Linked DNA regions of Oryctolagus cuniculus: region 1 is linked to region 2. Evidence: chromatin contacts called from public Hi-C data. All regions are on one chromosome and are shown on one strand. Each heading gives the region's core, a stretch centred on a gene start, on an enhancer-like site or on the middle of the called end of the contact. The rest is flanking DNA. Distances are from core to core; before and after follow the strand shown. Region 1 holds the start of LOC108177335 (gametogenetin-binding protein 1). Region 2 holds the start of GRM4 (glutamate metabotropic receptor 4).

Region 1 (6,055 bases), core at 2,957-5,456, 450 kb before region 2:
TCTTTTTTTCTTTCAATTTAAGGCAGAGAGATTAATCTTCCACCCACCGGTTCAGTCTCCAAGCAGCCAGGTCTGGGCCAGGATGAAGCCAGGAGCCAGGGGCTCCATCTGGGTCTCTCAAGTGGGTGCAGGGCCCCAAGCACTTGGAGCATCAGCCACTGCTTTCCCAGGCACATTAGCAGGGAGCCGGAGCAGAAGTAGAGCAGGGCCAGCACTGTGGCGTAGCGGGTAAAGCCGCCGCCTGCAGTGCGGCATCCCATATGAGCATCGGTTCGTGTCCCGGCTGCTCCACTTCCAATCCAGCTCTTTGCTGTGGTCTGGGAAAGCAGAAGATGGCCCAAGTCCTTGAGCCCCTGCACTCATGTGGGAGACCCGGAGGGAGCTCCTGGCTTCGGATCGGACGGCTCTGGACGTTGCGGCCAACTGGGGAATGAACCAGCAGATGGAGGACCCCTCTCTCTTTCTCTGTCTCTCCTTCTCTCTCTGTGTAATTCTGACTTTCAAATAAATAAGTAAATCTTAACAAAAATTAATACAGAAAGAGAAACACAGACAGAGCTCTCCTACCTGCTGGTTCACTCCCCAAATGTCCATGGTAGTCAGGGCCGGGCCGGGCCAGCCAGGAACTCCATCCTAGCCTTCCACATGGGTGGGAGCCCCCTGGGTGCTTGAGCCATCCCCTGCTGCCCCCCAGGGTGCACATTAGCGGGCTGGGATGGGAAGCAGAGCCAGCACCCAGACCCAGGCACTGGCGGTGTGGGCGTCCCAGGCAGCGCTTCCCTGCCGCCGAACACCGTCCCCGGCACTTCTCTTCCCACCACCTCGGGTCCCGGTGGAGTCTACGCGGGGAATGGGCACTCCTGGAGCAATCACTGGCAACCCTGCAAGGGAGCTGGGGTCGCCAAGGGGAGGCAGCTGGGGACACACTCAGGGATCCGTACACATGGTCTGCGACCAGCTGCCGGGGCCTCTGGGAGGGCGTGGCCACAGCTGTGCCACTGCACATGTTAGCTTCAGAGCAGCCCAGGGCCTGCGGCACCCACAGCACACGCCTACTGCAGCCTGCCGCCCCGGCCAATCACCCACGAAGGCCTTACTTCCCCTTAGCAGGCCAGAACACAGCTGTTCCCCAGCTCAGGCCTGTTAGCTGTCTCCCGAGAGCCTATGGTGTACTCTGCCACCTTGGAGCACTGCCCAGGCCTTGAGTGTTGAAAACACACATTGACTCAGTGAGGTAAGCACCACCGTACCCATTTTACAGATGGGAAAGGTGAGGCATGCAGAGATTAGCGCCTGAGGCCAGGAGGCTAATCAGCCAGGCTGACTGGCTGTGTGAATGTTCAGGGGTCCATGAACTCAAAACTGATCTAAGAGTCATACTCTGTCAGCCGGCCTTTCTCCCCATCTACTCCCTGCCTGCTGGCCCCAGGCCGCATACACAGACTGCACAGCTTGTACCCAACGCTCACGTTGTGTACCCCAGGCCACACCGCACACCCTGGCCCCACACCTGGAACCCTGGCCTCACACCTCGTACCCAGGCCCCAGGCCTCATACCCCGGCCCCACACCTCACACCCAGACCCAAGCCTCATACTCTGGCCCCACACCTCATACCCAGGCCCCAGGACTCCTACCCCAGCCCCATGCCTCCTACCCAGGCTCAGGCCTCATACCCCAGTCCCACGCCTTATACCCCGGCCCCACCACGCCTTGTACCCAGGCCCCACACCTCGTACCCTGGCCTCACACCGTGTACCCCAGCCCACGCCTCTAACCTGGCCTCACACCTGCTCTCCTGTCCCGGCTCGGTTTCCCTCTTCGCCCCGTCCCGGCCGCAGCGCCGATCTGCCGGTGCCCTGGGCAGAGGGAGTGTTTCCTGGATGTCAGTTGTTTCACTTTCACTTTGCACCCCTTGCGGAGCCCAGTTTCCCCAAAGTTGCCTCCATCAGCAGGAAGGAAGCGCCCCCTCCTTGGCCTGCAGAGGGTGCAGCCGAGCCCGGACCCCACCCCTCCTGAGCCTGGGAACACCCCCCACCTTCTTTTCAAGCTCTCCAGGGGCTCTCTGAGAAGGGGTGGGGGCCACCTGTGTGTCTCTGCACCCCACCCTCACCTTCTTAGGGGGTGGGATAGGCTACGGCAGCCAGACTCATTAAAATAGACCTTGGCCTGGCACACCCCCTCCCCAAGCAGCTCCTTCCCCCTGCTCCCCAGGTCCCAGCACCCCCAAGACAGCACGGCCAGAGGATGCTGACCGCACCCCCAGCCCCTCCAGCACCTCCCCAGGGGCTCACTGCTAGTAAGCAGGCAGAGCCTCAGAACAGCCCCCACCAGCCCAGGCAAGTGGCCTCACCTCACCTAAGGGGACACCATCCCCAGCACCCCCAATCTGCTGGGCCTGGGATGGATGTCCCCAGGGAGATCGGCCTGGCTGGCCGGAGTGGGGTGGGGGTGGGGGAGCATGGAAAACCGAAAGTTCTCTCCCTGCCCTTGACCTAGGCTCTGACCCCCACTTCCATCCCCTGGATGGCTAAACGCCCCAGTTCTTGGTCATCCTGGGGCCAGGGCCAGAAGGGAAGCTGGGGGGTGGGGGGAGACCAAGCTAGAGGGAGCCCCAGCAAAAGCAGTCCCCTGCAGGAGTCGGAGGAACTGCCAGGCAAACCTTAAGGCCTTCCCCCACCCCCCACTCCCCAGCACCCTCCTGGAGGGCTCTCTGCCCCACCCTGGAGCCGGGGCTGCTGGATTAGGGAGCGTGGAGGGGCTCTCCCAGCTTACCTGCCCACACTCAGGCCGAGGCCATGGGTCCTCTCGAGGCCAGGCGGGTCCCAGCTTCCAGGAACAGGCGTCAGTGTTCCGGGCGGCCGGATGCAGCCTCTGCTGGTCCCGGCACGGCCCGAGGGACCCTCACGGCTCGGACGATCATAGAGGTGCTGGCTGCTCCCGGCCGCAATCAGCTCCCTCTAGAGGAAGTCGCTGGGCGGTCGCCGGATGCCGAGGCACAGGCCTGGAGCCCAGAGCGGGAAGGCCGGGGCTGGCTGAGCCCAGGGGCGGCGCGGGCGAGCGGGAGAGGCGGCAGCTCTCCTTCACCCTCCCCGACTGCCAACCCACCTCGACCTTGATCTTTCTCACTTCCTTCCATGCGTACCGATAAAGACACAGGGTGCCCAAGTTTCTTAAGCTCCAACTGCTGCAGGCCATGCACTTTAGCAACCTTGGTCTTGTGGATCCAGTCAACCAGGACCTTCTCAACAGCCCCTGGAAGTAGGTGCCATGGACTACACCCATTTTACAGATGAGCAAATCAAGCCCCAGCTGGTTTACAGAATCACTGAGCTGATTGATAATCACATCCGTAGGTGGAGAGTGATAATACTGAATTGAGATTCCACCTGTAATTCAGATCGACGCGCCAGGCACCTCGGTGGTGTCTGGAGATTGGAAATCCTGAAGTCGGCAGGCAGAGCAGCACAGATCAGAGGCCCAGCATTATGGCTGCAGCAGGCTAAGCTGTCATCTGCAATATTGGCATCCCACACGGAAGCACGGGTTTGAGTCCCGGCTGCTCCACTTCCCATCCAGCTCCCTGCTAATGTGCCGGGGGGGGGGGGGGATGCAACAAAAGATGGCCCAAGTGCTTGGGCCCCTGCACCCACGTGGGAGACCTGGCCTTGGCCTGGCCCAGCCCTGGCTGTTGCAGTGGTTGGGGGAGAGAACCAGCGGATGGAAGCTCTCTCTCTGAGTCTCCCTCTCACTCTGTAGCTTTGCCTTTTAAATAAATCAACACATCTTTAAAAGCAACAACATCCACAAACTCCATGGTGGGGACAGGCATTTGGCCCAGTGAAGAAGCTGCTGCTCAGGACGCCTGCATCCTGTATCCGAGTGCCAGGGTTCAAGCCCCAGCTCCACTTCCTATAGCAGTTTCCTGCTAGTGTGCACCCTGGAGGCACCGGGTGAGGGCTGCCATCCATGTGGGAGATCTGGATGGAGCTCCAGGCTCCTTCATTCAGCCTGGCCCAGCCCTACCTGTTGTGGGCATTTGGGGAGTGAACCAGCAGGTGCAAGATGTCTCTCTCTGTCTGGCTGCCTTTCAGATAAGATAAAAATTGTTAAATCCTCAGTGAGTGGGGACAGGGGAGGGAGGGCAGGTGCTGTCTGGCTGCGGGAATGTTCCGCAGGACAGAAGGAGGCAGGGTCCCCGCAGCCCCTGGTCTCAGTCCTGGTCCCTCTCGGCCGCCTCCCGGGACTCCTGCAGCCCCGAGAAGCAGCAGCCCGCCAGGCCTCTGCCTTTAACTCCTCCCCACCCCCACCCCATCTGCTCTGTGCCTTCTGGAACTTCCGGAAGTTTCCAACTGGAGGTTTAATTTGAAAACTCCTGTTCTTCAGCAGTTGGTCCTGGGGTGGCTACCTTGACCCTCGCTCTGAGAGGCTCCGCTCTCAGGATGGAGGCCCCAGCTCCGACCCCTCGCCCGCGGATTTTGGGCCACTCTTCCATGTTCTGCTTTTTCCATAGTTTGGCTAGGAGCAGGGACAGCCGGAAGAGCCCTGGCCAGGCGCTGGTACCGCAGCTCGGGGTCAGCTCCCTGATGCTTGGCTGCCAGGGAGGCGGAAGGAGGGAGGTGGGGCCACCTGCCACCCTGCAGGGCAGCCCATCTGTGGCCACACCCAAGGGCGCCACCCATCTGCCTTGGCTGGATCCCTTGGGGCTGGACATGGGCGACATGCGGGTCCACACCCCCGACCCCAAGGAGGTCCTGAGGGTCCCGGCCCAGGCCGTGAAGGTAAAGGCAGTGCTGCCCACCGGAAGCCAGGAAGTGCTAGGCAACCCGTCTGAGGAAGGGAGGGAAAAGGAGCAGCCAGCCTCCAGGGACAGGTGAGGGGCTGTGGAGCCCCAGGCGGGGCAGTGGCCTGGGGCTGGGGGCAGCATCTGGGCCTGGGATGGGGGCACCCAGGCTGAGAAGCGTCAGAAAGCAAGTTCCCAGCTGGATAAGGAGCTCAGTGGGGCGCCTGAATGGGCGGGGGCAGGGATAAGGGGACAGGGACAGGGAGGAGCCATCAGGGGTTGGGGGGCAGTGGGGCTGGGGGCAGGGACAGGGTCCTCCTGCAAGTGTAAGCTGTCTTCGTCCCGGAGGGAGCACTAGACACCGGAGGGGAACGAGCCAGGGCAGGCGGGGTGCCCAGCGCCCCCAGCCCCTCTGCCAGGCCCTGTCCTTGGCGCTCTCTCTCCCCCAGCACCCCACTTGCTCCCTGGCACCCCTCTCTCTGCTCTCTGCCTTCTGCAGCCTGCTCTGGGAAGGCACAGCACGGGGCTGAGGGGAGAGGTGGTGGCAGGGCGCATGCGCAGGGGTGGGGTGGTCTCCGGACCCCTCCTGCTTCCCCTCCCTGACTGTGCTGTGGGATTAGGGGCTACTTGGCCTGGGCTCTGGAGGTAGAGCAAGACCACCTGCAGAGGGCCCTGGGGCCAGTGGAGGACACCACGGAGGCCGTCACCAGCGACGACGAGGAGATGGAACATCTGCTCGAGGGTGAGTGCGGGGGCCAGAGGGCCGGGCGGGCGCCAGGCACGTGGGGCGGACCCTGTTCCTCCAGGGCTTCTGAGGGTGCAGGGCCTGGTGGGATATGGGACACAGCCCCAGCTCCAGCACGCCCCCCCCCCCCCAGGGATGTGACAGCGGCTCCTTGCGTCCTCACGGCGGTGAGAGTGTCGCACCTGTCCTGTCCGGCAGGGTAGTTGCAAGGATTGACTGAGGTGCTGTGCCCCTGCCGGTGACCTTCTACCCTATCCACAGGAGACCCCAGCTTGGCCTCTTCCAAGGCGGGGCTGACCCCCTGGAACCACCTCCTCAGTTTGTACAAGCAGCTTCAGAAATCAGCCCTGGTCAAGGTCTGCGGCCGGGGTGGGGGAGGGGTGGGGAAGGGGCGGGGGAGGTGGTGGCTGCAGGTCCTGGGGTCTGTGACTTGGATGGGGGTGGGGGTGGGGTGGGCAGTAGTCCCCTTTCCTGACCTTTACGAAGCCCTCCCCTTCTGCTTCCTGTTTACCTGGGGAGGGTGAGCCA
Region 2 (6,707 bases), core at 1,830-4,329:
CCGGGCGGCGGAGGCGGCCGCCACTCTGCAGCAGGGAGATAACCTTCCCCAGGCAGCCGGCCGCCCAGCTGCCCGGGCTGCCGGCGGGGCTGCCCGCTGCAAAGCTGGGGTCCAGGCCGAGCAGAGGAGGACAGCAGGGGTGGGCAGAGATCTTGAGGAGGGCGGTAATTAGGGGCTGCCGGCTCCACACTTGTCTCGGGGAAAGGACTCGACTATTAGCTGTAATTGCAACATTCGGGAGCCGGCTCCCATCTCTTCCTGCTGGCAGCAGGGCTGTGGACACCCAGGAAGCAGGTGTGCAGAGCCCACCCCACCCCACCCCCCGGCCCCTTCTGGCTGGTGGCACGGGGCTGGCTCCCAGGCCGGCTACCTCAGCTGCCTGCCGTGGTGCTGTGCAAGGCGCTGCCTCCCTGAGACGTCATTGCTGCCGCCAGGATGAAGCCGCCCAGATGCAGGTGGGGGGAGTGGGAGGGAGGAGCAGCCACACTAGGCCAGAGGCGGGAGCACAGCTCAACTCTGCCTGCTCAGGACCTGCTGCCCCCCCTCTCCTGCAACTCGCCCAAGGTGGGGGGGGGCATTCCTCCTGTGCAGCCCTGCCACCTTCCCTCCTGGTCTCCTACTTGCAAACCCATCTGGGCCAGAGAATCCAAGAAGTGACTGAGACCTGGGTCGGGGACAACTTTCTGGGTATTTCTGTCCAGGTGGTGTGAAGGTGTTGGCAGGTGGGCGAAAGCTTATGCCTGAAGACACAAGTTGAGGGAGAGGTTTCCACAGTGGTGCCCTAACTCACAGGTGCGCGCCCCAGCCAAACAGAAGCTCAAAGCTCCCCCCACCTCTCCAAGGACAAGGCCCTGGCTGAGGACTGGGGAAGCCCTCCAGGAAGTTGGGGGTGTGTGTGTCAGGGTCAGGGGGACAACGGCTTTGCACCCCACTCCCCGCTAGCCTCCAGGTCTGCCCACAGAGCAGATGAGCCCCCTGCCCTAGGGCACAACACCCAACAGCCTCCAGACTGCTCTGTGGGAACTCTGCACAGACAGGAAGCTCCCCTGCTAGCTACAAAGTCGTAAGCCCAGCATCCCCTGTGGGTAGGGGAGAGGGGGCAGGCAGAGGGCCGTCCCCAGGGGCTGGCCCCCCGGGGCTGTGAGGCCCACGCTGCAGAGCAGCAGGCTGTGGGATAGGGGTGCCGGGCACCCAGGGCCTCCCTGTGAGCCCTCTGCCCGCTCCCAAGGTGGAAGTATGCACCTACCCACGCTCCCTCCCATCACCCCCCCCTTCCTGCCAGGCGGATAGAGGGGCTGGCAGACACGTGGCTCAACGGGGCAGCCCAGCGAGACAAGCTCGGCTCGGTGGACGTCTGGAAGAACCAGCCTTCTCCCCGCGCCGCGCCGCGGGCAGCGAAGGCGAGGAGATGGGGGAAGGAGGCGCTTCCTCCGAGAGGAGTGAACCGTGAGGGCGGGGGCATCACTCGGGGCCTAGGGGCAGGGGGCGCTCGTCCGTCCGCGCCTCAGGACTCCCTGCGCCGCCGCGGCTGCCCCAGCTCTGCACAAACAGCTTCAGACCGCCCGGTGCGGGGGCGCCCCTCGCCGTTGGAGCCTCCCCCCTCCCGGCCCCGCCTCCGCGCGGGGAGGGGACGCCACCAGCCCGCGAGCGCCGGGGAAGACCGACCCCGCAGCGGGGACCCCCAACCCAGGCGCGCGCGCGCGCACACACACACACACACACACACACTCACACAAACACTCGGCAGCCCACGCGCCCGATTGCCGCGCGGGGATTCGGGTTCATCACGGTCCCGGGTAGGGACGGCCCCGAGCGTCCGGAGACAGCCTGACCCTCAGGTGCTAGCGCTGCGGGGAGACCCCAGGCCCTGGGACGCCACCCCAAGCCGCCGCGGCTGTAAGGGGAGAGGGGGTCGCCGGCTCCTGCCGGTGGCGAAGGCGGCGCTGGGACGGCACGGGAGCCAGACGCGGTGCCCGGGAAGGGAGCCCAGGCGCGCGAAGCCGGCGCTGCCCTCCCTCGGGGAGAGACGGCGGGAGAAGAGGGGCAGATACTGCCCCGCGCCCCCGCCGGCCCTGCCTTTCCGCAGAGGGGCGCGCTGATGAGAGCCAGCAAGACCCTCCATCCGCTGCTACCCGACATAACCCCTGTCCAGACACTACTTTCCCAAGCCCGAAAGGGGGAAAAAAAAAGCCGCTTTCCCATTCCCTCCCTCAGGTCTTCTGGAAAAGCAGACGCTACCCCAAGGGGAAGAGCCCCTGGGCCGGGGTCCCGCGCCCTTCGGCCCGAGGGCTCCTCCGGGCGCTACCGGCCGGAGGAGCTCGCCGAAGGACACCTCCCGAGCCCTGGAGTCCCCGCCGCAGCCCGCGTCCCAGGAGGCCGGAGGGCTTGGTCCTCGCTGCCCGTCCCCTTCGGGCCACAACTCACCGCGCGCCGGCGAGGTTTAAGCCGCGGCGAGGGGTCGGCTGCGCGCCCGCCTGCCCCGGGGGCGCAGGGAGGCGGCGGCCGGAGGCTCGGTGCTCGCGGTGCCCAGAGCCCGGGCCGCGGCGGGCGGCGCTGACGCTGCGGACCGAGCAGGGCGCGGAGCCGCCCGGAGTCCCGGACGCAGCAGGGATGAGCTGGCGAGAACGCCAAGCCCGCGGCGTTCGGCGGCTGCTCCGGCGAGAGCGAGCTGGCGAGCGGCGGCAAGCCCTGTTCCTGCTGCCGCGGAGCCCGGCGCCCGAGCCGGAGCGAGAAGGAGCCAGGAGGCTCCGGGGAACTGGGTCCGGCAGCGGGCTCCGGGCTGGGAAGGCAGCGGAGCGGGAGCCGACCAGTGAGCGCTGCCCGCCGGGGTGCGGGCGCCTAGCGGCGCCGCGGCAGCGGCAACAGCGGCAGCAGCAAGGAAAAAAATGAGAGCGAGCGAGAGAGGGAGCGCGAGACGGGGAGAGAGGGGAAGACGGCGAGAGGAGAGGCTGCGGGCGGGGCGGGAGCGCCGCGGAGCGCGAGCGGGCGAGGGGGCCGCAGCCGCTGGCCCCTGCGCCCACAGCCGCTGCCGCACCCGAGGAGGCGCGAGCCCAGCCCCGCAAGTTTGCGCTGCAAGTGCGGGCCGAGCGCGCGGCGCTTCCGCCAGCCTTTTAAAGAGAGAGCACCTGGGAGCCCACCCCTACCCGCACCTCCACCCCCGGAAGGCCCGGCTCCTGCGCGCCCCGCCGCCCCTCCACACGAGGCGGCTCCCCCCACCTCCCCGCGCGCGCCTCCACCACACCCCACTGGCGCCCTCGCCCGGAAGCCCCCCTCCCCGGCGCGTGCCAGCTCAGGGACCCCCGACCCCGAGGAAGACTCGGCCGGGGACTCCTCCTCACCCCAGAGGTCGAGGGTCATGGACTCCCCCCTACACACACACACACATACACACACTGAAAAGTACAGCAAGGCCCAGGCACGCCAGGGGCCGCGCTACTCCCACCCGGTGCGTCACGGGAAAGCCTCCCGCGGGGCTGCTTCTCACACATCGGCGAGCACGTGGTGTGTGCCCCCGTGTGGCATGTTCTTTTGCACACCCCACTGCGACTGGTTCGGGCCTATGATGGTGGGGGGGAGACAGGCCCAGGGAGGTGATTCCACGGCCCCCCTCCACGTGCCTCTCTGAGAGCCAGTGGCTACGGGAACATTCCAGCCACTGCTCCACCAGGGCTAACAGGTGGCCTGGGCTGCGGGCTGCAGGAAGCCTTTGGCCTTCAAGGAGCTGGAGCCCAGCTCTCCCCCCTTGGGGGGGGGGGCTGCAGGTGCTTTGAGAAAGGTGGCCTTCGAGGCAGGCAGGGGAGGAAGCAGGGAGGGAGCCATACCGCCCTCTTAGGATGGCAAGAGCATCCCTTCCCAGACTGCAGAAGTGACTTCAATTAGAGCTGTAAGTGTGTGACTGTCCTTGTCCCAGGGAGAGCGCAGGACACAGTGCCAGGGAGCTGGGGACAGGGCCGTGGCAGCAGAGCTGTACAGACCCTCCCTGCTGCAGAGCACAGCCCAGGCCTGGGGGCACCCAGCCACTCCCACAGCTCCCACTTCCAGGATGAGGGCTGTGGGGGCAGGGGCGTGGCTTCCCCCTGCTTCACCCCTGCTCCCTCCACCTCCCTTCTCCACAGACCTGCCCCGGTGGGAGGTGGGGGGCACCTCCCCTGGCGCTCCAGACTCCACAGAGCCAGCACCAGTCTCGTTCACCATCCTTCACCCGGGGCTGGCACTGTGCCTGGACCATAGTGTGAGCTCAGAGAACGTTTGGTGAATGAGTCGCTGTTGGCAGAGCGCACACGCACTCTGCCGTCCCATGTAATAGCCCCAGGACATGTCTCATTTACACCATCAGGTGGAACCCTCTGATGGAGGGGCCCACATTGTGTTCAGGCACTCATGCACGCTGCACATGTGTGTGTGTGAGAGAGAGACAGACCAGCATAGCCCAAGATCCTGCTCCATCCCCAGCCCTGAGAACACACACACACACACACACACACACACACACACGCCATTGGGACCCCAGCGGGAAGCGTCTTAGAGAGACGAGCGAAGGCCGTGAAAGCCGCTGCCTGTACCCAGCTGCTCTGCCCAACCGCGTGTGCGGTGGTCCAGGCTCACCGGGACTCAAGGCGTTCCCGGAGGGAGTCGGCTTCCCGTGCCTGCCCACCTGAGGGCCGGGTCCCCACCCGCAGATCGAGCGCTGCAGGGCCCGGGCACTGCGCACAAGAGGCTGTCCAGCGTGGGGAGCCGCAGGCAGGTTCCGATTCAGCGGGCCTGGGTTCTGACCCGAGTGCAAGGGTTATTTTTTCTCCTTCTCTCAGCGGCACCCCCTGGGCTGGTCAGGAGCAAAACACGATGGTAACGCATGCACGACACCTGGTCCTGTATGTGGGAGCCACTGCCGTTTCTAACACAACATAACCCTCACCACCCTGTGGTTGAATAAGGGAGCCGATGGGTAAATGAATGGATTAGCCAAACTGAAAATAACACGGGCCACGCTGCCCATCCCCTGCCCGGAGCAGCGCCTTCACTCTGGCCATAATTATCCCGCCCCCGCCCCCCACCAGCTGTGTGGCAGAAGGCTGGGCAGGCTATATTTTTCGGGGTTAAAAAAGGAAACACTGTTGGCTGGCAGATGGCTGAGTTTGTGTGGACTCGTCCAGTCTGCAGGTTCCCCGCCTGGGGCCTAGCTCCTCCAGGCAGCCCGCCTGGACCACCCCTGGGGCCTCCAGACTGCCACAGCCCCAGAGTGCTCAGCCATCGGCCCTCACCTGTGGGCCCTGGCCGTCCAGCGGGGGGGTACCTTCTTCTCTCTCTTGGGATTATGGCCGACTACTCGCCCTGGACACACACATGCTTCAAGGAACTCCCATGGGCATCCCCTGCCTTGGGGGAGCTGGGGAGCCCCCACTATGGAAGACCCATGGTCACAAGAGACCCCAAAGAGTCACACACGGAGGGCCCGGGCCTGGGCCACCTGCTCCACAGTCTGCCTTCCAAAGCAACCCCCACTGCTCAGATGGACTGGGAGGGAGTGGACAAGGGCACAGGTCTGGGAGCCAGGAGGCCTGGTCCCTAGGTCTTTTTCTTGGCAGGAGCCAGGTGCTTCTCCTGGTCTCCCATGGGGTGCAGGGCCCAAGCACTTGGGCCATCCTCCACTGCACTCCCGGGCCACAGCAGAGAGCTGGCCTGGAAGAGGGGCAACCGGGACAGAATCTGGCGCCCCGACCAGGACTAGAACCCGGTGTGCCGGCGCCGCAGGCGGAGAATTAGCCTATTGAGCCGAGGTGCCAGCCGGTCCCTAGGTCTTAAGAGCTGTGACCCTGGGGACACCCCCAGCCCCTCTGAGCACTGGGTTCCCCACCAGCGAGGTCAGGACCCTGGGCAGAGGACTCTTGGGATCCTCGGGAAATAACAGTACACAGACTGGTGCCTGGACAGCACACCTCCATGACCCGGAAGTTCTTCCTGAGATCTGACCTAACCCCATCCTGCTGCCCCAGATTCTTCCTTCCTGCCCTACCCCCACCCCCTACCTCCACTGCACACAGTGTTGGGAGTTCATATCCACAAAGCTTCTTCTGCCACTTCCCCATTTCAAAGGAATCCTAATAGGAGCCAGCGATTATCTGGGAAAAATCCTGAAGTTTGGGGTTTGTTGAAATCAGTCACAGCGAGCTGGAAGGGGCAGGGTCTGGGGAGAGGCTGGAAACACCTGCCAATGGCCCTGGGCTGAGCTGACCCAGCCACGGCCTCCACCTCCCGTCTAATGGGTTTCAGTTGTGCTTTTCCCTCTCCGGGGCCATTAGATGGAGATGGCCGGCGGAGGGGGGCAGGGAGGACAGTACCGATCAGGGGACAGTACCAGTTCCCTGGCTGCAGGTCTGCAGGATGAAGAGTTGACCTTCCAGGGAATGCAATGGGCCATGCTCCCCAGAGACCTGGAGACTCCTGAGTCACCTGCACACACTCAGGGCAGCATCGCTGGGGCAGGGGCTTCGGCCCAGGGCCTCTCCCAGCCCCTCCCCCTCCCCCTCCCCCTCTCAGAGATGCGGGTCAAGGGTGTGAGCATTGGGAAATGTCTCCTCCCTAGGGGGGAGCTCCAGGACAGGCCCGGTCAGGGCGACCCCGCTGGAGGCCAGCACACTTATAGGCCCTGCTCTTGCCCTTGGCCAGAGTGGCCCCAGCCTCCTGGAGCTCTGGGCTTGCAGTAGTGC

The links. Hi-C and Micro-C count contacts between places; a contact is called where the count stands out from the background.
Region 1: a Hi-C map of embryonic fibroblasts shows a contact between it and region 2, with 6 times the contacts expected there. The contact joins the promoter of LOC108177335 here to the promoter of GRM4 in region 2. A contact is called at or near these places in 4 of 6 Hi-C or Micro-C datasets (ear pinna, embryonic fibroblasts, skin fibroblasts and 1 more).

The regions. Positions count from the first base shown.
Region 1 is chr5:135,609,103-135,615,157 of mOryCun1.1, reverse strand. LOC108177335 (gametogenetin-binding protein 1) reads left to right here and starts at 4,206. Exons shown (of 6, transcript XM_070074685.1): 1 at 4,206-4,872; 2 at 5,403-5,524; 3 at 5,789-5,883. The coding sequence starts at 4,442. It overlaps BAK1 (BCL2 antagonist/killer 1), which reads right to left and starts at 2,998. Exons shown (of 7, transcript XM_070074688.1): 1 at 2,775-2,998; 2 at 1,790-1,878.
Region 2 is chr5:135,162,028-135,168,734 of mOryCun1.1, reverse strand. GRM4 (glutamate metabotropic receptor 4) reads right to left here and starts at 3,079. Exons shown (of 11, transcript XM_002714597.5): 1 at 2,425-3,079.